6 separate regions of the Gossypium hirsutum genome follow, and regions 2, 3, 4, 5 and 6 are each linked to region 1. A link is a contact called in public Hi-C data. All regions are on one chromosome and are shown on one strand. The core of a region is the stretch at or near the end of the contact, and the rest is flanking DNA. Distances in the headings are between cores, read along the strand shown. Region 1 holds the start of LOC107913275 (formamidase-like). Region 2 holds the start of LOC107913277 (probable N-acetyltransferase HLS1). Region 3 has its middle 28 kb from the start of LOC121223873. Region 4 holds the start of LOC107913273 (LOB domain-containing protein 38). Region 5 has its middle 36 kb from the start of LOC107913272. Region 6 holds the start of LOC107913278 (BTB/POZ domain-containing protein NPY5).

Region 1 (3,802 bases), core at 128-2,627:
GATGTAAACTATACCTTCCCCAAATGGCAGCCTTTGGTTGAAGGAAGGTTTGCCAATGGTCGTGAATGCAAAACTTCACATAGTTTTAGGGACTTGTGGCCATTTTCTTCTACTTCTCTTTCTCTTTCATTCCATATATTCAGAAGTTCCATTGATGGTGCCGTTCCAATTATTCCCGGATGAGTCAACCCCGGAAATCTCACCCCTGCAATTCATATGAACCTTTTTAAATGACAATATAAACAAAGGGAAGCATTTTGACAGCTTATAACTAGTGGGAATTAATGGAAATTGCACCCGGTATATGAGGAGAGTAGGCATAGATTCCTTCAAAATACCAAATAGCTTTTGTTGCACATGGAAAATGGTCCGTCAAAAACCCTCCTCCATTTTCTCTGTCAAAAGTTGCTGTATAACCCCATTCATCACCCGGTAAAGGACCCAGGTTACATATTTCCACTGCAAGAAGATCACCTGGCATGGCAGGTGTCTCCTTCTTGTCTACAACTCTTATAGGCCCACTCAGATAATGAACCTGTATCATTTGCATAATATTTTTTTTTATCATAACCAGTAAGTTCAATTCAAAGATTATTTATCTGACATAAGATGTTATATTTAGCTTATTTCTTTTTTCCCTGTCTCAGATAATGGAGTTTGTTTACTTACAGTGGAGAGGTCTATAAATTTGGACATCAGCTGCAGAATCATCATCTTTTATGACACTTCCAGTCCAGTCTACCATTTCTACTCTAAAGACCTCACTGACCTTAACATGGGCAACCGGAGGGATTTCAGGGTGCCAACGATTGTGAAGAGGTAGAGCTTGTTCCCATGGCTTCTTCTTCAAATCTACTGACACCACTAGTCTTGGAGTTGGAGGAGCCATGGATTAAGCTTTGGGGAAAATAGGGAGATTGTTGAGATATTTGTTTCAGTCTTGCCAAATGTCACCCATTGAAGCAAGTATTGACTCTTGAGTCTTGACCAATACTCTACTTGCTGACAAATGGGTTCGACCATTTTTCCAATGGTCCCATTTTGGTTTTACTAGACTGAAATACCAAGGTTCACTAACTAGACAACAGGGTTTGATTAAAATTGCCAATAAGAAACACTGGAAGTTATTGTTTACTTGAAAAACGATTAAGAAAAATTATAGGAACAGCTTTATGTTGCAGTAGAAGTTGAAAGAAAGGAAAGTGAGGAGGCAAAAGATGGAGGTAGAAACTCACAATAGATTGATCAGCATGCTTGACATCTTCGGCAGAGTAGTCACTTGTTATTCCACCTCCACTGAAATCCACCATTTCAACTCTGAAAACCTCTCCATCTTTAACCTCTGCAACAACTGGTATGTCGGGGTGCCACCGGTTGTGGAGGGGATGTTTTTGTTCCCATGGCTTTTTCTTCAGGTCTATAGGCACCACTACCTTTGCACCATAGTGAGCCATGGCTCATGTCTTGAATTACAAACAATAGGTCCCGAAACCCTTCATTTTGGATAGCTATGGGTTGAGAGTTGGGATATTTTTGTTTTGATGGATGGACCACTTGGAACTGACTTCACAACTTACCTTGGATTTTCTTCTAGGACAAAGTAACAGTTATTAGATGGCTATTTGGTGGAATCACGGAAGTGAATGCAAGTGGTATCTGACTCAGGTTTGCTTCAATACATGGTATATTTGACAGAACCATCCAATCCTTTATCAAAAACATGATGGTTGATTATATTTCTTAAATGAACCAACCCAACGCTTGGATTGTTTTTTTACCTTTTATTCTTTTAAGTTAAAATTGTTCAAAATAAATAAAATAACAACCCCACTTTGACTCTCATGCTCTCAATTCTTTTACTTAATAGAAAAAATATTCTCAAACTAAAAATATAATTCATCTGCACAAAACCAGAATGTAAAATAATTTATAAGAATCCACTCAAATTAAATTTGTATAGATTATGTAAAAAATTTGTATTAATACGATAACTCATTCAAATTTTAACCTTAAAATCCTAAAATCTTATTTGTGAAACTTTATACACAATTTAAAACTCAAGTCCCAATTCTAGATGAAATTTCCTAAATCCTAAACTTAAAAACACTAAAAATCTTTCAAGTCTTTATTTCAAAATCAAAGTAAAATCTCTACATAGCCAAGAATAGAGTCATAAAATGGAGCTGAAATTGGGGCAATAGTTATGCTTTTAAGTGCTCAGCAATGAATATGGAAGATTTGAGGCGATGAAGACATCAGTTTAAAAGAATGGGCTGCTCTCTAGATTCCGAACAAGGACCGGTTTGAAATGGGCCTAGTACGAGGCTCCCTTACCCTTTTTGACTTTCGTAGATGGGTTTTCCAGGGAAGACGAGCCATTTTTGAGTTATAAAGATGTTTGGTTATAGGAAACTACTTTGGTTTCTTTCGTCATTTTGGGTTTGATTGAAGGCATTTTTGAGTTATAAAAATGTTGAGTTATGAAAATTAAAGACGTAGCTAGGAAGTTAAAAAAGAAAAAAGAAAGACTTATCTTGAAAGAGAGAAGAAAAAGATAAAGATAGGATAGGGAGATAAAAAGGGGTGAATTACCTAAAAATACTGAATTTTAGAAATATGATTAGATTAGGCCGGCTTTTTTAAAATTTACTGGATTAAGTCGATTATGGAGAGAGAGAAGAAAAATGCGCCTAGCTGAACGCGTTTTCAACGAATTTGGCAAGAAAACGCCTCCAGCTAAATGCGCTTTTCTGCTCGGGCAGCAAAGCATATCCAGCTGGACGTATTTTCTTTTTCTCTTCATGGTTCATTTAGGGTTTTTTTTAAGTTTTTTAGGGTTAAGGTTTAGGGATTTTAAGGGGTTTTTGTTTAAGGTTTGTAAGGATTTTTGGAGTTTAGAGTTTAGGTCCCAAAAATATTATTTTAGGTTTTTTTACTTTTTAACATTTTTATATATTCTTTAGAAATTTTTTATAATATTTATATTTAGTGGAAAATATAAATTTTAGAATTGTTATAAACATTTGAGTTTTAAAAATAATATTATTTTGAATTTTTTGTCATTATTTTGAGACTAATTTGGTAATTTTCAAAATTGACGAGTACCGAAAGAGTATTTATACTAATCTGTTATTCGGATTATTCAAATTGTAAAATTTAACTCGATTCGAAATCAAAACTCGAATTACTTGATTCGATTAACTCGAAGTTCGTATTTTTTTTCAATTTTTCTCAATCGAATCAAATTTTGGTCATCCGAAATTTACGGTAGGTGGAGGTCTACTCGAAATGTTCACAAAATATTATCCCGATATAATATTTTGTGTGTAACACCCCAAGTTTAATGGGTTAGCCGGTGAACTGTGGTGTCACCAGAAAGACAATTGAACTTGCGAAACCAGTAGTTAAATATTTCATTTAATAGGTTACGCTGAAAAAGGGGTAACAACCAAAGAACTTAAGAACATTTGGTGATCAATGAGGTCGATTCATAACCAGGAGTAATGAAAAGAGTTCAAATTTTCCGTTTCAAGAAAGAAGTTTAAGGTTTCGACGTCTTAGAGACAAAAGAGAAAATAACGAACAGATTAACGATATTTGGCAAAAACAAATATTATACTTCCATTTGTCTTTTGGTTAGATAAAAAGAAAATGCAAGGATCATTCACAATATATGAAGGTTCAAATGTTGCAAAACACCAGATTACATTCATCTTCCATAATATTTGAATAAGGGTGTAAATCAAATGAGTTCGATTATAACCCAAACATATACCTGAAATAAACAAATATGAGAACTGCC
Region 2 (3,829 bases), core at 337-2,836, 170 kb before region 1:
TCCCCGAGTCGCTTGATACACCATAAATCTTGATCACATGATAAACTCTTCCAATGTGGGACCCCGATTTTCAACGGCTCAAGATTCGCCACCTCAGTCGCCACCACACTGCACCCTCCTTGTTTAGCCAAGTTATGCGCGTGTGCACACAATGCATTCACAAACTTGGCCGCGCGTGGACCTTCCCCTCCCAATCCGTACAAAAAGTGCAAACCGAACGGCCTAAACACTTCCGGGATCGAGGGTAATCTAAAAAACGGCAATAACTTGTCCACGATCCTTGTCGTTTTAGCCAACGCCTTCGTCATCCTCGACGCCCCTCGAACTTCCAGCCTAAACACGTCCTTGCTATTCCAAACACTCAAAACAGCCCACGACTCTGGCGGGTCTGATAAAAACTTATCCGACCCGGGCCAAGATTTTTGCGTGTAACATCCTCCACGTGGCACGGCCAAAAAGGTTCCAATGTTAAGTCTATTATTAAGAACCGAGTCAATGTCGCGAGGGAAGAACTCGGTGGTGGAGAACCGGCGGCGGTATAGCAACTCAGCGTCGGACGGCGGAAGCTTGATTAGAGTGACCCGATTGGAAACGGGGAGTTGATGAGCGAAAACGGGGTTAACCAAAATAGAAGGAGTACGGAACTTGGAGTAACCGCATTTATCAGTGAAGAGCTTAACAGAAGGTTTGTTGTCGTTTTCCGTTGCTAAGTAGGAATATTCAGCGCCGTTTAGGACAAACCAATCTTCCATTCCACGGACCAGCTTTAACCCAATTCCCATTCTCCTGTGGATAAAAAACCCAACAAAGAAATCAAAATAATTCATTTACTAATGTATTAACGAACTAAAAATGATCTGTTGGGGCAGTTATAGTAAATACCGGTGGGAAGGGGAGACCCGAAGGCCTAAAATGTAAGCGAGTTTGGTGTATACAGGGAAGGGTTTAGTGGGATGATTGCTTTTGCCATTGCGATAAAGCTTTTTGCCGCATGTAACGGTTTTAATGCAACCTCGAATCATCCCAACTATTTCTTTTGTGGAGCTTAACTCAGCCACCTGCTTGTTTACAAAGATGCAGAAAATAGTAATGTTAAAGGCTGTATTTATTATACGTAGATAAATAGTGGAATTTAGTAATGGAGATTAAATTTTTTTTTAAAAAAGGGACAAAAGGGAGGAGGGATTTCATATACAGTACCAGCATGAGAAAAGCAGGGGAATGGCGGACCCGGCAAATAGGGTCGCCTAAGAGGTCTGTAAAGAGAGAGAGTTTGCCGCTGGGACCAACCTCGCATCTTTTTTCAACTTCTTCTACACTTGTTAAATCCTTGCTCGGATCAAACTCTCTTATTACTAAAACACACTTGTCATCTCCCATGATTTTTCCTTTTTAACTCTCAATTGCACAAGTAAAGAACAACGGACACCACTTCTGCAAGACACCACGAATGAAGAAAAAGCTTAGGAAGTCTGTGGAAACCAGAGGTTGTTGTATGTTAGGTTTGCTTTTGAGGAAGAGGAGATACTGAGAAGAAGTTCATCGACGGAGAAACAATCGGGTTGAAGCTGCCTCTTAAATACTAATGAATTGGGGAATATTTTTATTTTATAAAAAAACAAAAGCCTTTTTATTTACTCCCCCCCTCTCTCTCTAGAATAGAATCTCAAACACTTTCCTTTTTGTTTTTAATAATTCAGTGCTTTGAAGTCCCTTTCTCTTCTTCTGTCTTCTCTTTTGTCTGTCCATGTATCTTCCCTTTCTCCCACTTTTAAGACTAGTGACAAATGTTGTCATAAATAAATTTAAATGGGAGCAGTAAATAAAAGAATATTATTAATCATCACAAAAAAGGGAGGAAGTGGAAATGGCGGCTATGGCTGCGGGGTCTGCTCAGTGTTTTCTTTTTGATTAATTTCTCTTCCACTTGGTAAAAATATTTTCTCAGTTTCTTCAAATCATCCTTATCAAAATAATTTAATCCTAGTAATATTTTCATCATTTTAATTATTGATATAATAACAAAACGTAAACTCCACCATATCCCACTAAATCTTAATTAATTTTTAATTTGTATAATCGAATTTTCGAAACTTACAAAAATATTACTAACATTATCGCATTATTATAAAAATATCATTAATATTATCAAGTTATATCACTTTAAATTTTTATTTTTTTTCTTTTTTTCCTTATTTTATTTTCTCTCTTTTCCCTTTCTTCTTCTTCTTCTTCTTCCTTTCTTTCCATCTTATCTCCCTTTCCAGTAAACCCTATCCGCCACCGATTCCACCATCGCCAGTGGCTTCCTCGGACATCGAACCCACCGGTGGATCTCCCAAGACTATCCCTTGATTTCGATAAGCCTAGCCCCAACCCTTAATCCTATCAAAGTTTGAAGTTTTTTTTCTTTTTCAACATTTAAGCTTGAAAATGAAGAGAATATGATTGACTTCAGCATATGAAAGACAACCCCGAGGAAGAAGGTGTATAACTAATGGGTGGAGTTCTATGTGCTTTTTTTTTATTATTATTGCAAAGTTTCTAATTTGTTTTTTGTTACGGTAGGGAAAGAAAACATGGAAGCATTATGCAACTCATATTTAAGGTTCTTTTTGGTTACTACATGTTAGCCTTTTCTTCTCTATTTGTTTCCATTTTTCGTCTCTTTTCTCTCTTTTTCACTCTAGATGAAGCATGACGTTTCTTTGAAGAAAAAAGTTCATTCAAAATGTTTTTGTTGTTTTTAAAGACTCTGTCTTCTTGATTTTCTTTTTTTGTTGTTTTAGATCTCCATAAATTTTTTTTTATTTTTTTATGATTTTATCTTTAATTTCCTCTTTAGCTTTTCTGGAAAAGCGACAGGGAGTGCAGTAGCTGCCACCATATCACACCCTTTGGGCAACCCAGACCCAATGAATCAAAAACATCAATTAATTTTGCTTTTTTACTTGATTGGCTAATTTTGTTTGTTTTCTTTGAAATTAGAAAAATAATAATAATAAAAAGACTGAACTTTGTTTAAGAGAGATGAAAAAGGAGGAGGAGGTCGGTGGACTCAATGCGTTAGGCACAAAATGGCATGGGATGGTGCGTAAGAGCAGCATGAAGAGAACAGCCGATGAAAGCCATCGATGGTGGTGAAACCAGTGGCAACTAGGGTTGGCTAGGGAAGGGAAATGCGAAGAAGAAGAAGAGGAACAGGAAAAAGAAAAAATTTAATATTAAAAAAGAAAGGAAATAATTTTTAGTATTAAAATAAAGTCAAATCATTTTTCCGTTACCAGTAAACGGTTTCCGTTATCAGTAAACGGTTTAATGATATTTTGTAATCATCCGAAAATATTAATAGTATCTTTTCAAGTTTTAAAATTTCAGTTAAAATAATTAAAAATTAATTAAAGTTTAGTGACATATGATATAACTTATCCAATAATAAATTAATTTTTAATATTTATATATTATATTATTTTGGTTTTTATTCTAAACAATCTAAAAATTGTATAAAATTTCACAAAATAACATGTAAAAAACCTTTGACTTCAAATATATAAAATGGATAGAATGTGTAAATTGATGTTGTAATTATTTGTCTTTAAATTTTGACTTTACCTTTTCATTTTAATCATTCATTCTCTCTTACATCTATGGTACATCCATCATCGTACTCATAATAGTTCATAGTCAAAATTATGAGCATTTTTCTATTGAATTATAATATTTATGCCTATTAGGTTGCAACATATTTATGATATAAATGAAAAAGATATGTAGTAATTTCATAAAGTTTGATAAATTAATTAAATATTACTTTACTTGGTAAAATTAT
Region 3 (3,843 bases), core at 872-3,371, 200 kb after region 1:
TTATTTCAAGATATTACACTAATAAAATTAAAAAATATATTGATATTAATAATTAAATCTAAAAGATTAAAAATACTTTAAAATAAAAATAAAATGACTAGATTTTAATAAACGAAAAATACTTACATCAGGAGCATATTCTAATCTTATTATATAGTAAAATATTAGAATAAAAGTTATATTTAAATAAAATGTTTTGTATAATAATGTAAATAAAGTACCACTGTCTAGAATCAAACAAGACAATGGAATGCAAAGGTGTGACGCGGATTTCACCACCGCCCCCCTACCCTTTATTGAATTTAGCTAACCACCGCAAACTCCAAGCTTCTTGGTGCTGATGCAGACCCAATACAGATACATTGATTTTAAATTAATGGATATTACTCAATTAGAAAACCCACAGCTTTTATCGCGGGTCCAAGCACTTCTCCCTGTTTTTTTTTTTAAGGTAAACTAATGATAATTAAATTATTAATAAATTTATATTGGATAAACTACAAAAATAGTCAATTTTGTTTGTCTCAGATTACATTTTAGTCACTTACGTTATCGTTTTGTTACGAAGTGATCACTCTATCGTTAAGCTCTGTTACCTCCCTAACGTCGGTCCTACGTGGCAGTCCAAATGAGTTTTAATTGTCAACTTGGATGTCCTACGTAACAGTCCAAATTAAATTTTATTTAATTAAAAGCCTATTTTCATCCCAACAACTAGACATTCAAGTTGGCATTTAAAACTCATTTGGACTGCCACATATGACTTCCGTTAGGGAGGTAACAAATTTTAACAGTAGTGTGACCGCTTCGTAATAAAACGATAACATAAGTGACTAAAATGTAACATTTTAAACATAAGTGACTAAAATGTAATTTGAGGTAAACAAAAGTGACTATTTTTGTAGTTTACCCATTTATATTTTAATTATTTAATTTTTAAATTTTATAAAATAATTATTAAATTATTCGAGAGTTTTCATTTATATCATTGGGTTGTTAAAATTGTTATTATATGACATTTTTTATTTACATCGCTTACACCAATCAAAATGGCTTTGAATGTCATAAATTTACAAACCAAATTCCAAACAATTTATTTTTCAATTTTCGGCACTGACCTCCAGATTGACTTAGATCTAAGGTATATTCATTTGCTCATCAATGGATGTTGATACATCGTACCAATCTTCGAATTATCGCTTAGACCTCGCTAGCTGGACTTTTAAAAAAAATAATAGCACAGTGACTTAAATAAAAAATTTTAAATAGTTCAGTGACTTAAATGAAAATTTTCATTAGTTATATATATTTAGAATTTTAAAAAAAATTGTTAAACTAATAAAATGAGTTAGCACCATATCAAATCATTAAATAAAAAATAAACTATATATATGTTTTTAATTACTTCTTGCTACAAAGTTAAGTTGAAATTTGAGCAAGGAAAAATTACATTAAAAGGGTTTGAACCTTATCAATTGGATGTTAACAATCATCGTTCTTTTATTTTGTTGATAATTGCATGGTAATTTGAAATAGGAAGAGTAAATTTTATTTTAATTATTTTATTTAAATATAAAAACTTTAAAAAGACGATATATATAAAAATTCAACATGCAATTAAAAAAGAAATAAAGAAAGAAAATCAATGGCAATGGCCTTTTAATGTGTTGAATAAAAAAACTCCCATCAACAAAAAAGAAAGAAAGAAAAATGCAGCACATAATTGTTAAAGATAGAAAAGAGGTTTGCAAGTTGGCAGCCAAGTTGGGGCAGCTCAGCTCTGTGTCGTACCTGAAAGTGGATGGAGGTGACGTTGCTATTTTATAATTTCTGAAATTGACTCATATTAATTTCAATATTTGGTTTTTCTACTTCATGCTTGTAAGATTTTCAAATTATGCAAAATATTTGTATCCATTGATGTTGGTTTAATCCTATAATTAAGTGTCACATTTTTTGTTGGTTGGAAAGGGCAACTCTGATTCACAGGGTAAACTTAGAACTTTGGTTTTCATGTAAATGATAAAAAGAATAGAAAGGGGTGATAGTATAGGTGATAAGGGAAGGGTAGCGCTCTGCGTTTATGGATCATTGGACCATCGTCTTCTTCTGATAAGAGGTGTCAAATAGGAGGGGCCAATAATGTTGATCACACCTGGACTTCACGTGACACCTTTGCCCTACCAACTATTATAGAGAATCACATCACATTTGTATATATTTAAAGATATGCATAAATTTAAAAAAATTCACACTTACACGAAATTCCAACATCACTTATCAAAGTTTCACAACTTCAACTGTAATACATTTTTAAAAGATACAACATAATGATTAACTTCAATTATATTTAAAAATATAAAAAATATCTTGTGAAATTTGTTCTTTTTTTTATTAAGAGTATACTTTATAATTATTTTAATAATTTGTTTTAGTTTTCATACCGCTTATTGCCTAAATACTAAATTCTTTAAAAAGAAATTAAAATAGGTTGGATTTGGGGCCAGGTGGGGAATAGCTTGCTTGAGATAGTTGACTCAGAAAGTTTGTCCCCAAAAACCTTGGGGGATGCATCAGGCCTTTCTAATGGTCATATCATCTGTTCGGTTTAGTCTGAACCAGCTGGATTTATAAGGATATGATATTTTATTAATCAATAAATATGACCTGCTTTTTTATTAGTTTATAATAGACCGGTCAGGAACATCGGTTTCTGCTGACGTTGAAGAATGTTTTCCTGCACGTGAATCGTGTCAGCTCCCAATCAGTTTCCCTCCTTCACCCACATTTATCGGTTTATCGAATAAAGAAAATCGTGTGAATATAAATGTTTTGGGGTCTAATTTGTTTCATTTTTTATTTATTGGTGTAATCTTTTTAATAATATCAAAACCAATAATTAAAAAACAGTTTTAAAAGAAGAAAAATATTTTATATATTGTCGCTAAAATTTTTAAAAAAATTATAAACAAGGTTTAAGGTGATATCAAACATATGTAAGGAATAATAAAAAATTTAAAAGTAAAACATGTGATAAATTTCTAACTCAGCTTGTAAAATTAAAAAAACCCTTAAAAAATCAGATCAAATTTTCACTTTATATATCACAAGCCCATCTATTTTAAACCCATACCAGAAAATAAGATAAAACAAAAACGCCTAAAAATTTATCATTATCCCTCACTTTCAACCTTTTTTCGCTTCCCAATATTCCTCTATTTGTCTTGTACTCTCTCTCTCTTTTTTCACTTAAACTATGAGAAATTCACCGTTCATCTCAAACTTTCACTAGTCTTTTTCGTTTGAATTTCAGTGCTGTACATTTTATTTGACAGAGTGGGGGTAAGAAGAGTAGCTATTCACTATCCTTAACGCATATTTTTGTTTATGGGGTTAGTAATAAATTAATTCAATTAGTAATATTTAATTATTTTTATGATTTATTTTTAATATAGAGAAGGAAAAATAGAAGTCTCATTCTTTTTACAAGAGTTATTATTTATATTTTTAATTTTAAGTTTAAATTTATACTAATATTTTTTATTTTATACTAACTACTGTAATACACAAATACTAAATATTTTTTTTCTTCATGTTATTACATTAGTAACCAAATGAGCCATAAGTGTCTTCAAAAAAGAGCTTCAAAGGATTTGGCAAAAAGGATTTTATTTTGGGTTTTGGTCAAGGATTTTTGGTCCAAAACATAAAAAATTGGTTTAATTAGTTTTTTAGCTGGTTCATCTGGTTGATAGTTTGTGGTTTAACTGTGGTTCACATCGGTTCCTAAACTAATTGATCATTCCCTAACTCCTGAACGATTCTCGATTCGATCAATTCTAT
Region 4 (4,294 bases), core at 37-2,536, 130 kb after region 1:
GTTAGACATTATCTTGATATTCAATCTCAGCCATAACAATTCAATTTAAATAATCACTGAAAACTCACTTCAATACCATATAATGTAAAATGTCATGAATATGCAATAACTAAATTGATCCCGAATCATAGAAATACAAACCGAATTTTCGAGTCACTCATTGACAACTTTCGTTTTTCTTTTCCCTCTCGAAGGTTTTACATCGACGTTGGCTACGTATAATCACAAAACATATAACACATAAATTTTCATTCAATTCACAATCAAATAGAATATCAAGCATATTTTACAATTTATTCAATTTAGTCTTTAAACCTGGGATAAGCATAACCTTCAATCTAAAACTTCAGATTAGAATCTAGTTTCACATATACTCATTAGGAACCTCCTAATTTCTATTCCTACTAAAAATTCATAACATTTTATTCATTTTATTTAATTTGGTCCCTACAAAATTAACAATTAAGTTTTACAATTTAGTCCTTTTCATAAACTAAGCTTAATTTCTATCAATTTCACACTTAATTAATCCAAATCTCAACAATGGAAACTTATCAAAACTTCAACAATTGAACAAATTGATATATGGGCTAGCTAAATCAAGCTCTCATGATTCAGTTTCCGTAAAAATTCAAGAAAAATGGCTAGTGACTTGAAGATGGTGGTCGAATGTTCATGCTACGTTAAAGTTTTTTTTTTCTTTCTAATGGTTTCGATGGCTTAGGGGAGGAAGATGACAACTTCCCACTAAGTGTTTTCTTTATATACTAATATTAATCCTTATTTAATCTTAATTAACCTTAATTTATTCTTTAATTAAACTATTTTTAATTAATAATTTAACCTTAAACCGTTTATATTACCATCCACTAGCTATATGAAAACAATGGTTTAATAGCCATTTTAGTCCATAGGATAATTACTATCTAGATCCCAAAGTCATTTCCTAATTAAAAGTATATAGATGAATTGAAATTCGATTAAGAACGTTTAAGAACCAATTTAAAATAAGAATTACAGTAATTAACTTTAAATTTTTTTATAAATATTAATAATTTGGACTAAAATATAAATTTAATAATTGTAATAAATTTGACCAGATAATTATTTTTAAAAATTTAAATATAAGAAAACTTAAAACTGGGAAGTAGGGGAATCTTATGTAAAAGAGAAAAGAAAATTTTCCAATGGTGGAGCGACAAGCATTCGCGGAAACACGGGGCCGCTCATGCCCAGGACTTTGGAATCTATAACCTCTTCACTTCCCCCCATACCAAGGAACTGTTCCCACACTAAACCCACTACTCCCCACTAACCCAACCCCCTAACTCAACTCAACCCCTGGGTTTACTCTCCCCTGCCCCCCCCCCCTCCCTTTAAAACCCTCCTTCCTCTCTCATTTTTCACCCTTATTCTATCTCTCTTCCATTTCTCCATTGTTAACACCAGCCAGCCACCCTGTCTGCGAAGCCAAGTTTCAGAGAGTACATTGGTTTTCATGCCAAGCCAGGAAAAAGGTAGTACTACATAGTTGTTGAGTTAAGTCTTGAATCTTGAGTCCGATCATGAGTTGCAACGGCTGCCGAGTCTTACGGAAAGGATGCAGTGAGTCTTGTATATTACGTCCTTGTTTGCAATGGATTGAGAGCCCTGAAGCTCAAGGCCACGCCACTGTTTTCGTTGCCAAGTTTTTCGGCCGTGCTGGTCTCATGTCTTTTATTTCAGCCGTTCCTGAATCTCAACGCCCTGGTATGCCCATGCCGTCTATCTTTTCTCTCTTTTTTTCTTCTCTTATTGTTTCTCATACCAAATTCTGACTCCAATTGCTTCTTAATCTTTGGATCAGCTTTATTCCAGTCGCTGTTGTTCGAAGCTTGTGGGAGAACAGTGAACCCTGTGAACGGAGCCGTGGGGCTTTTGTGGAACGGAAACTGGCACGTTTGCCAAGCGGCGGTGGAAACCGTCCTGCGAGGAGGATCTCTACGTTCCATGCCTGAATTCATGGCTCCGACGCCAGCATCCGACGAAGCGTCCGAAGCCACGTGCACGGACATGTGGAAATTGCGGGAGACATCCACGAATCTCAACTCCAACTGTCGATTCTCAAATTCGAGATCCAGGGTTTCACCCAAGCGTAAAAGAGTCGAAGAAGAATTCAAGAAACTACAGCCCTCTGATCTAGATCTTGGCTTGACCCCGAGCTTTTCGGGCAAGCGAGTTACCGATAATCGTCGACCAGGGACTCCTTCTATGAACTCGGAGGAATCTGTGACGACGACGTGCTTCGAAAGTGTTTTTGCAGATCAACAAGGGCAAGGCAGCAGAGGAACTGATAAAAAATTACTTAAGTTGTTTGTTTGAAGAGGAGGGTTTTTTTTCTTTTTGGAATGATCTAGTTTCGATGTAATATTCTTCATTTCTACCACTACCACCAGTTTAGATTATTTTTGGATACTTCTGGGGAGGGGTTTCCCCGGAAATGAATTTTCCGGCGAGTTTGTGTATTACCGGCACATGGGATTTCTCTCTTTTTTTTTACTTTTTTTTGGGATTATTTTTTGGTGTTAAAAGCTGTGAAATTAGAGAGAAAAATGAGAATCTGTCGGTGATCCTTTAAAATCAATTTTATTTGGCTACTATGTAACCCTTCTCTTTTCATGATCTTTGTGTTTAAGTCATGAATGTATGCATGGCATGAATAAATCAGACTTATATTTTTCCCAGTTTATGATTTTAGATGAGAGATCATGCTTTAGTTGTTTTGTTTTTTAAGAATTTCTGATTGGTCAGGAAATTATCAAGTATACCCCACTATTTATTTCTAATCTAAATCATCATCCACTCTTTAATTAAAACCAAGACTTCAACATATGTTTCCACTCTTAATGGCCATATATTTATGTGATTCACAAATTTTAATATTTAACTATGACGCTCATATTAAATTCAATATCTGTGGGAAGTGTTATATATATTTGGATTGAAGTTTTAAATTCTTGTACCATTGCATTCAAGTCCATATATTTATTAATGTTATAGGCAGCCATTGATGGCCGACAAATTACAAGTTGAGGGTCGAAATATATTTCATCATCAGTGAAGTCAGCACATGTAACTTCCAAGCAAATCTAGGGAGTTGGTTTCAAGCATTGACCCATCCATCCATCTCCTCTCCTCTTAAAAAGTAGGAAGATAAAATTGATCTTGTGAGGCAAAATACGTGGCAATGAAGTGTATGCCTCCATTTTCATTGGACGAAAAGATTAAAGCAGGCAAACAATGTTTCGGCATAACCAACAAAACTAGGGTCTTTGGTCTGGCTGCTGTTGTTGCGTACATAAACTGTGAATTCATCCCCCTCTCTCCATATAAATATATAAATCCAAAATTTTCTTCAAAGCTCACTCATTGCATTCCAAAACTGGCTGGCTCTACGGGAACTCACTATTATTATTATAAATATAAATCCATGGTGATGGTTATCCACAACAAATTCACATTTGCATAAAAGGAAAAGAAAAAAGGCGCAGTGTGGCGATAGGGAAATGAATGAGTTTAGGAAAGGGCAATAGAGAAAACGGATGGGATGGGCCTTTGGGACCTTTCGGCGGCTTTTGGAGAGTGCAAAGAGACGTAGATGGTGAAACTCATAGTTTGAAAGAATCAGGGAATTATGGTTTACATTTTATTTATTTATTTGAGGAGGGTGAGACAAGGGGGCGGTGTAGAATGGGACCTACAAAACTTTGCAATTTCTACGTCTCATTTACCCAATCAGATGTCAATGGTACGGTTCATGTCAGCCTTCCTTTTGGCCTTCGACTTGCCTTCTCTCCTATTCAATGTAAATAAATAAAAAATCATCCTTCATATCCATTATTGGTCAAGTCTTCATTTATTTTAAAAATAATAATATCATCATTATATCAAAAATAATATGGTAGCTTCAAATCTATGCCCACTCAAACTTAATTTAATCTTTATCATTCAACTAAGGTTTCATTAGCCTCAAGTTTTTTTTCTTTATAAAAACACCTGTTTAATTTTATTTTTTTAATAATTGAGGAACATAAATAAAATGGTTTGAGATTGAAACCAAATTTTTATAGTTCATAATATAATACTTCTGTTATTATGATCTTACAAATTATTCTCTCTTTTCGAAAAACAAATTTGTCAAGTTCTCAATTCCTTTTATAGTCAAAATTTTTAAATTCTGATTTTTTTATTCTTTAAAATTTGTCACTAGTAAAAATTTAAAAATATATCTTAAAAACTTTGAATAAAATATTTT
Region 5 (4,376 bases), core at 1,630-4,129, 250 kb after region 1:
AATAGTTTTACAAATTAATCCTCGAGATAGCTAGATTAAGCTATTACGATCTCAGAAACATAAAAATCATTAAAATGGGACATGAATACATACCTAATTAATCTAAATAAGCTTGTCTATCTTCAAGCTTCAAACTAGGGTTTCCATTATTATTATTTATTTAGGAAAGATGATAAAATGATAATATTTTTATTTTTAATTCATTTATCATCTTAATTTACCAATGAGCAAATTTAACTCAATTTAATACAATTCACATTCAATTCAATCCAATACACATCTTTGGAAAATTTATTATTGCCCCTATACTTTTGATTAATTACGATTTAATCCCTAGACTCGGAAAATGAAATTCATACAATTTAATCCTTATTCCAAGCCTATAAAATTTTTATATATAACAATAGCAGTCCATTTATTTCATAAAATTCAAAATTTTTCCATGAATTTTTCATCTTTTCAATTTAGTCCCTAAATCACAATTTCGTAAAAATTCACTTTACAAAAGTTGTTTATCTATCAAAAACCTTTCATTTTCCACCATAAAACTTCATAATTCATACATACTCATCCATGAAAAAACTCTAGTACTTCAATAGTTTTACAAATTAATCCTCGAGATAGCTAGATTAAGCTATTACGATCTCAGAAACATAAAAATCATTAAAATGGGACATGAATACATACCTAATTAATCTAAATAAGCTTGTCTATCTTCAAGCTTCAAACTAGGGTTTCCATTATTATTATTTATTTAGGAAAGATGATAAAATGATAATATTTTTATTTTTAATTCATTTATCATCTTTATTTTTCATCTTTCCAGTTTAATCCTTTTCTTTTCTTAATTTACCAATGATGAATAGTCATCCTTATCTACTAACTCCACTAAATGGCTTCCGGTCTTGGATTTGTGATCTCGAAACCACTATTCTAATTTCACTGAAAACGGGTTGTTACAGATCATTTGAAAGGTTTAGAGTTTATGCTTATTTAGGAAAGTGAAATGTTTATGGATTGGTTAGAAATTAAGGTTAAAGTACAAAAGTTATATATTAGAGATATGATCATAAATTGCACATATGTAAATTTTCTTACATTTCATTTTGAGAAAATAGAGAGTCGCCTTCTCTAAAATATTTATATGTTAATTTGAAAGATTAAAACCATAAGACTTGAATATTTCAAAATATCAATGGATTCATGTATGTTTTTTCATCTAATTTTTATTTATGATGATGTGACATGATAGATCCTGATTTATTAAATTTTAGATCAAAACTTCACGATACCAACAAGTAACATCCAAGCCTCGTCATATCGAGCTATTAAGAATATATATATTATCTTTTGGAATGCATGATTTGTTCTTAGATTTTATGAGTTTTATGTTATGATTTAATATTTCCATTATAAATATGATAAATCTTTTAGATTCATGATAAAATATATAAATTTTGATTATTTATGGATTCAATTTTTAAGGATTTAAATCAATATAATTGGAATGAACATTTGTTTGATTTCTTTCGTGTTTGTTCTTATTATAAATGAACAAATGATTTTTGAGATATGCACCGCGACTTCTTGCTTTAGTTATTTAAGTCGAAGATCATGGGGGTTGACTTAGATTCAGGTTAGTGCATCAATTTATCATAAAAGCTTATGGCTATATATATATATATATTGTCCATGCCAAAGGCAAGTCGGTCATTGACATTTTTGAGATATTATATAGGGACATTGTTCTCTTTATAGTGCTCATACAGGATTATATGTGCCACATTATATAATTTTGCTATGGAGTATATTATTTGTGAATCATACTCTGAGAATAGCTCTAAATTTGTCAATAGACTCAATCAGATTTGTTTTATCGTTACAATTATATTTTTTTTGTCCAATTAATTTTAGTTTATTGCTATATATATTTAATTTTTTTGGATGTTTTGATATAAATTTATGTGGATCATGATATATGTTTAAAAATTTTAATTTTAAGTTTGGTTTTATAAAATTTAGTTTTGAATTTTATTATAATTTTTTTTATGGCCGCTTGTTTAAGTGCTTAAAAAATTAATCAAAGGTTAAGGTTTTCGATTTTTAATTGTGCCTTTTAAAAAAATTATTTTGGGTTACTTTGAAACCTGTGGTGCAATTTAATTATGTGACATTAACATGAATGACATATCAACATCTAATGATACAATTTATGTCGCGTGTGATTTTCATCACACCTTTAAAGGTGAATAATGGCACAATGACCAATTTGTTATAAATTGATAATATTAGTGTCCAAATTGTCATAATTAAAATATTAGTGGCCAAAATATAAATTTAGATAAAAATAAGAAATAAATTATTTTTATAGTTTACCTATAAATATATGTGTCAAAATTAAAGCAAATTATTAAAATTTATATAATATGTATTACCTTGAAAACAGTTTTGACGGCAATGGCACACGAGATAATTGAGGAGTTATGGAATATTGTCAATTAGAATTTAACATTTTTTGGCATAATAAAATTATGCATACAACATAACAAAATAATTAAAACACAACACGATAACAAAATATACTCAATAGAATTATTCCAAAATTAAATGACAAATTTTAAATAAATTTAAAAATAAATTAATTCTACCAAAAATCCCATTAGAAAAATTTATAAACACAAACATCATACCCTAAACTTTATGTCAATCAACTTGAAAGTCAAGTAAATTTATGAATGAAGTAGTTTACAGCTACAAATCATAGTCGGTGAAAAATATAAAACGAAATTACAGTTTTTTACTGTTCATGAGTAGTATAGTAATGAGCATCTGAAATGAGCTTATTCAAAGTTTAAAACAGGCCTGGTAGTCGCAAAACATTTCCGGGCTTACTGTAAATGTGGGCTATCATATGCTTTAACTCTTATGGGCAGCGCTAAACCATGAACAATAATTTTGTGGCCCTACTCTCATCACACATTTTATTGTTTTTTCTTTTAATTTTATATATTTATTAAAAATTTTATGAGATATGACAATTTTAGATTCCCCGGGTTAGGTTGGTAAGATTATACAAGCTTTTTCTTTTATTTAAAACCTTCAACTTTACAAAAAAAAATCTATATATTTTAACTTTTTATTTAAAATTTTCGTATGTTTTAACCCTTAAATTAATATTATTTATCAAATAATCTCAAAATTGATAGAAAAATTCATGTTTGTTAATTTTATTGATGTGACATATATATAGATTGCAACATGTATACCACGTAAGCAATTAATTAATTTTTAAGAATAAAAAATATTTTTTATATTGTTTATACTTTTCAATATTTTAATTTTTTTAAATTTTAAAAAATTAATTAATTGTTGACGTGGCATCCACATGACAATCGACGTGGGCACATCAGCAAAGTTAATAAATGTTAACTTTTTCATCCATTTTGAGTGATTTGACAAACAACGTAAGTTTAAGGATTAAAAAAGTGAAAAATTAAATGGAGGATTATAATGATTTTTTTTTGTAAAGTTGGAGGCCCAAATATACCTTTTAAAAAAATTAATAAAAAAAGTTATGAATGTTAAAGATGTGAATTCTTACCACCTTATCTATAAAAACTTTTTTTACCACTTCAATTAAATTTTTTTTTAATATTGTTATACATTTCAATTTTATTAAACAAATTGTTTCACCTAAGTTATTTGTACTTAAATATTTATATAATTATTTAAACTCTTGACTGAATTGGTGTCATTAATCAGCTGGACACCAACTCATTAAAGGAATTTACAAAAATACCTTTATATATTTGAAAAAAATTATATTAATATAAAAATATTTTTTTTCTTTTTATATTTTAAATATGAAATTTTCACACTAAAAATGCTAATAATAAAAAATAAATCTTTAACTTGATTCATCAAGTTTAAAACTGTATCACTGATGTACCAAAAATGAAATTTTTAATGAGTTAAATAAAGGAAGGATAGAGCGAAAAGATATAGATTTCTATTCCAAAGCATGATGATGTGTACGTAACAGGTTTGTAAGTATTTTTGTGTAATTAACATCATTTGATAGATTTTTGAAGGCCTTCAATAAGATTTTTATATTATTCCTAAATTATTTATAATTTTAAAATTATTAAATCGAATAATAATAATATATTTTAAGAATAATCTTATATAATTTCATTATTATATGATCTTAGCAACCTTATATGATTTCCTTAATTTTTATATAATTCGGTAAGTATGGTATAATTAATTTTGATAATATCCATAATAATTCAGGTGTTTTTGATATAATATGATAACATTTTTACTAATTTTATCATAAATTAATATCAAAATAAAGAATTATCTAATATAATTTT
Region 6 (4,266 bases), core at 1,356-3,855, 220 kb before region 1:
CTTCTCTGCAATAGATTAGTACTTTTGGACATTGGGGTTTAGTTGTAAATTGGACACATTAATTCCTTGTTTAGCTTCAACCTTTCTTTTTGTTACAACCATTGATTGATAGTTTCAGAACACAGAAATGTCTTTGTTTCACGCATTAGTAACAGGGAAGGTCTGTCTTAATCGAAAGGGTGTTTTGTTTCGAGTCAGAAACATTTAAAGCTTTTAATTGGTCCCCTCTTTTAAGTCAAGAATTTTTCACTGAGCTGGAAAGCTAGAAGCAAATAAATTTTCACTCAATTCTGAAATTCAAATATCGAAAAAGAGACGTGTCTAATTTGTTATAAAATAGAGCACATGGTATTAGGCCAAACACAAATTGACATCAACAATTCTGCCTTTCCTCTTCAAGTGGGCACATCGCCAAAATTGGCTGTGCTTGCATGAATTTTCATGAATTCTAATATTCTGCATTGTTCTTAATGCCAAACATTATTGATATGTCATTTCACTAGAGGCTCTTACCTACTTGACTCCTCCACTGTTCAAAGCTGAGACTTCTGTTTTTTGTTTTTTGGACTGTTTGATGTTTAAAAGTGATGAGATGTTTGAGGCTTCAAAGATTTGATCATGCATGGATTCTATTTATTTCAGTAGGTTTAAATTTGGACTGTTTTACATTTAAAAGAAAACAAATACCAAAAAACAAAAGTGATTTGAGGTGACTAATATTTTTCCACCATTTCTTTATTAATAAAATCTTTCAAAAGATTTATTTTCTTGTCACCCAAATTTTGTGTCGGATATATTCACTTAAAGAGTCCCAACATTTCTTCAAGAATCAAATCCCACATTGATGGATTGATTAGATTCTGTTTTTTTTTTCCAGCGAGAAACTTGCAATCAAATGTGCGTACTGAAAAGTCTAAAAGGAGTATTTGATTTAATGATAATATTAAGGTTTTTGCAATTTTAAAATTTATAAAAAAATGTATGAATTTTCTTATTGAATTATTGAAAGAATATGGTAAAGTAAATACCAATACTATGATAAAAATCCAAGCAATTTTCATGTTTTAAGTTACATTTTTAGCCAGAAAAGCATTGAGTGGAGCAATGCATGTGACTTGTGAGGTAAGGGAAATAAAAAGATTGGATAAGGGAAAAAAACTGTGATCACATTTTGTCCACTAGGCCTTTAGCAACACTCAATATATATAATATTAAGTGATGAGCTACTATATTTATTTAAGTAATGAGCTTATTATTATCATTATGATTTAAGCCTAAATCTTGTTATGATTGTGAACGAGTGGAGTCATGCCAACATTTTTTTTTACATCTTTTGGACATCATTTACCTCTTCACTTATAAAATAAATTCAATTCACGGGGAGAGTTTATCGAAGGAAAATGAGTTATTAAAAAAATTAATTTTAATCCAATTGATATATATAATTTTTATTTATTTATAAAAGTAAACAAGCAGATTACATAAATGTATTCATAGCTAGATTGTTTCTAGTACTTTCTTCTTGTATGATTTCTTAAATCTCTATAGGAATGATTAAATATGGGCAATACGAGAGGATTATTTTTACCAGTGCATCTGCTATATATATAATTATTGTTTAAGAAAAAATATATATCAAATTTAATTTTTGAAGTTAATATCTGGCTTCTTTTTTTTTATTATTATCTCAAATTACGAAATCTTATTAAGTAAAAACGTTAAAGAAGTAATTCTCAGACAACATTTTTTGGGTATATTTACACCTCATAAACCCCATGTGTTTCGGTAAGAAACAATTTCTTTACGATTTTGTAGTCTTTTTTGGTGAACAAAGCCACGTGAAACCCTGAGAGGGGACCAGGCCCATTCCACAATATCACAATAAAAAATAAATGTAGCTGCTGCTATAATATTCGGTAAAAAAACTCTCCAATGGTTGTCAATTTCTAAATCAACCAAATTAATCTCTCTAAAAAAATTATATAGTTAATTTTGAAAATGACAATGAAGAATAATTAATTAAATGGTTATTTCCTTTCGTCAATTATGTATACTTTTCGTCCATTTATCTCTCAATATTTACATATTTTAATAATTTAGTCTTGATTTTAAAAATATATAACAAATTTAGCCTTAACATTTACATATTTATAAAAATATTATAGACTAAAACCATGACCAAATGATAAAATGTGTAAAATATGAGAGCTAGCTTTGTTATGATACAAATCAAATTCATTTAAAATTGAAAAAAGCATAAACACCTTAATTAAGTGTCTTTAATTGCTCACTTTTAAAATTAACAACGATTAAATTACTTTAATTTTTTTAAGAGGTACTAATTTATTTAATATTAAAATTAAAGGGGACTAGAGAGGTCTTTACCATCATTATTTAACTTCTATTTTATTTTAATTTACTTCAAAATATTTTATTTTATACTACTTTTAAAAAATGACGTTGAATGTCTATAATCTTATTTTTCCTTGTATGGTCTTAAAGTTACGTCATTTTCATGCTTAAATATTTTATGATTTTTATAGTAAAATATATATATACTAAAATCAATATATATTTATATTTTAAAGTTAGTGGGCTTTGGACAAAAGAACTAACTATAAAGAAAAAAAAATGAGATGGATGGCATTATTATCAAAGGAAGAGATGGGGGGATGGAAGGGGTGTTATGCAATAGGGTTAAACAGGCGATGGTATTCATGGACACTAAAACCAAGTGAAGGTCAGTTTTTGTATTTGATTAAGGGAGCACTAAAGTTATTATTGTCAGAGTTGGCATGTAATTTTCATTGTAAGATAAGTTTAGATAGGTAATTAAGTGTGGTAAGTTTATTTTCTTTTTCACGTTATAATATTAATAAGATTTTTTAATTTTATTATTATCGTTATTTTTATATTAATCGTGTATACCATTTGTTTAAACTTACACTAAAAATGTAAGACAGTGAATCCAAGTACCAAAATACAAAAAAACCATTGAAATTCATCACTTTGGTGGAGGTGGGGGTCCCCTTGTTTTTTCTTTAATCAAAGTTTCTGGCTTTGCAAAGGTTAATTATAAAGAAGTTCACATATTTTTTTGCAAAACCCGAAAAGGAAGAGGGTGAAGCTTGGGTTTTTATTTAATAGATATTTAAATAGAGTGTTTGGGGTTTTGTTTTGGAGTGAAGCGTGGTGGCCTGGTGGGGGTTGAAATCAGAATATATGTGGGATAAGAGGGTAAGGATTTTTGTAGTGGTGGCGGTGGGGAGTGGTGGTGCTGATTCAAAGGAGATGAGTGGGAACATTCTGAGATTTGGCTTTTTGTGGGAAAATGTTAAATAGAAGGGATAGAGGGAAGTGATGGGTGTCAAAAGATGAGGACCAGCTCCTCTTTTTGATGTGATTTTTGGTCGGGTAGTTTTTATGCTATGTGGGGTTTGGTTTTCTTGTTTTTTCGTTTTGGTGTTTATTTGGTGTTGTGGCTAAAAGGATAATAGCGGTTGCTTCATGCACTGCAGTGGACAGTTAACATCCTGCTTACTCTTTGACTGTTAATGATATATTGATGTTGGATTCTTGGTACTTGGAAGGGCAATAATAGTAAAGGGAGCTGCTTTGGGACATATAAGGCTCTTTTCTAGTGACCCCTCCAAGGTAGGCTTAGATTCTAATGCTCCACATCTTCTCCTCTTCTTCTGTATGGTTTTTTTGAGGTGGCCTATTGTTGAATCAACCACTTTGTTTTCTTTCAGTTTGAGGTTTATTTTTAGTCCTTTTTTCTTTTGGTTTTCTTCTTTTTCTTTACCTCAAAGGAATTAATTTCACAAGTGAAGATATGATCTTGTTGATCATCCCACTTTTTGTGTTTTCGAGTCTTTATAAAGTTCCCTCATTGTTTCACTCTTAAAACAACCAAGGGGAGATGTTCTTTGTGGTTCAGTTGTTAGTGCTTTATTTTGATGAAAGTATAAACTATTTCCTGAATTTTGATTTGTGATCAATTTACCCGTTTCAGCTCTCCACTTTTAGAGCAATATTCTTGGACTTGATTATTTGAGTAAATTTTTATTTATTTTTTATTCTTTTCCCTTTTAGAAACCTCCAAAAAATGATGCTCCATGTCCACTAAGTTGTTTTCTTCAACTCATACCGAGAAATGATGTCTCTTTCCTTGCAGGTTTTCTACCTTAAGCATAGGAGTAAAAGGTTAGAGTTTCCTTAATACAAGAGTTGTAAAGGAATGTGCATTCTGGGTTTTGGGGTATA

What was found. A called contact is a pair of places that touch in the nucleus more often than the background predicts.
Region 2: a Hi-C map of leaf shows a contact between it and region 1, with 3 times the contacts expected there. The contact joins the promoter of LOC107913277 here to the promoter of LOC107913275 in region 1. A contact is called at or near these places in 8 of 34 Hi-C or Micro-C datasets (hypocotyl and leaf).
Region 3: a contact with region 1 is called in a Hi-C map of leaf, with 2.2 times the contacts expected there. The contact joins the enhancer-like site here to the promoter of LOC107913275 in region 1. A contact is called at or near these places in 6 of 34 Hi-C or Micro-C datasets (all in leaf).
Region 4: a contact with region 1 is called in a Hi-C map of leaf, with 3 times the contacts expected there. The contact joins the promoter of LOC107913273 here to the promoter of LOC107913275 in region 1. A contact is called at or near these places in 13 of 34 Hi-C or Micro-C datasets (anther, callus, hypocotyl and 3 more).
Region 5: a Hi-C map of leaf shows a contact between it and region 1, with 6 times the contacts expected there. The contact joins the enhancer-like site here to the promoter of LOC107913275 in region 1. A contact is called at or near these places in 16 of 34 Hi-C or Micro-C datasets (anther, callus, fibers and 3 more).
Region 6: a contact with region 1 is called in a Hi-C map of leaf, with 3 times the contacts expected there. The contact joins the promoter of LOC107913278 here to the promoter of LOC107913275 in region 1. A contact is called at or near these places in 8 of 34 Hi-C or Micro-C datasets (callus, fibers, hypocotyl and 2 more).

The regions. Positions count from the first base shown.
Region 1 is chrD11:27,963,051-27,966,852 of Gossypium_hirsutum_v2.1, reverse strand. It overlaps LOC107913275 (formamidase-like), which reads right to left and starts at 1,377. Exons shown (of 9, transcript XM_016841808.2): 1 at 1,236-1,377; 2 at 692-897; 3 at 670-690; 4 at 298-535; 5 at 15-205. The coding sequence starts at 889.
Region 2 is chrD11:28,136,988-28,140,816 of Gossypium_hirsutum_v2.1, reverse strand. LOC107913277 (probable N-acetyltransferase HLS1) reads right to left here and starts at 1,586. Exons shown (of 3, transcript XM_016841810.2): 1 at 1,201-1,586; 2 at 883-1,058; 3 at 1-786. The coding sequence starts at 1,380. It overlaps LOC121223058 (a long non-coding RNA gene), which reads left to right and starts at 2,199. Exons shown (of 2, transcript XR_005920403.1): 1 at 2,199-2,486; 2 at 2,569-3,414.
Region 3 is chrD11:27,767,144-27,770,986 of Gossypium_hirsutum_v2.1, reverse strand. No RefSeq gene overlaps it. Among protein-coding and RNA genes, the nearest start is that of LOC121223873, 28 kb to the left of the region's middle. Within about 2 kb of position 2,121, at least 3 of the 9 cell types and tissues checked have an H3K27ac peak or open chromatin away from gene starts, as enhancers often do. A contact at or near this core is called in leaf, where this site is marked.
Region 4 is chrD11:27,830,150-27,834,443 of Gossypium_hirsutum_v2.1, reverse strand. LOC107913273 (LOB domain-containing protein 38) reads left to right here and starts at 1,286. Exons shown (of 2, transcript XM_016841807.2): 1 at 1,286-1,749; 2 at 1,847-2,723. The coding sequence starts at 1,566. The coding sequence ends at 2,361.
Region 5 is chrD11:27,710,179-27,714,554 of Gossypium_hirsutum_v2.1, reverse strand. No RefSeq gene overlaps it. Among protein-coding and RNA genes, the nearest start is that of LOC107913272, 36 kb to the right of the region's middle. Within about 2 kb of position 2,879, at least 2 of the 9 cell types and tissues checked have an H3K27ac peak or open chromatin away from gene starts, as enhancers often do. A contact at or near this core is called in hypocotyl and leaf, where this site is marked.
Region 6 is chrD11:28,180,177-28,184,442 of Gossypium_hirsutum_v2.1, reverse strand. It overlaps LOC107913278 (BTB/POZ domain-containing protein NPY5), which reads left to right and starts at 2,605. Exons shown (of 5, transcript XM_016841817.2): 1 at 2,605-2,740.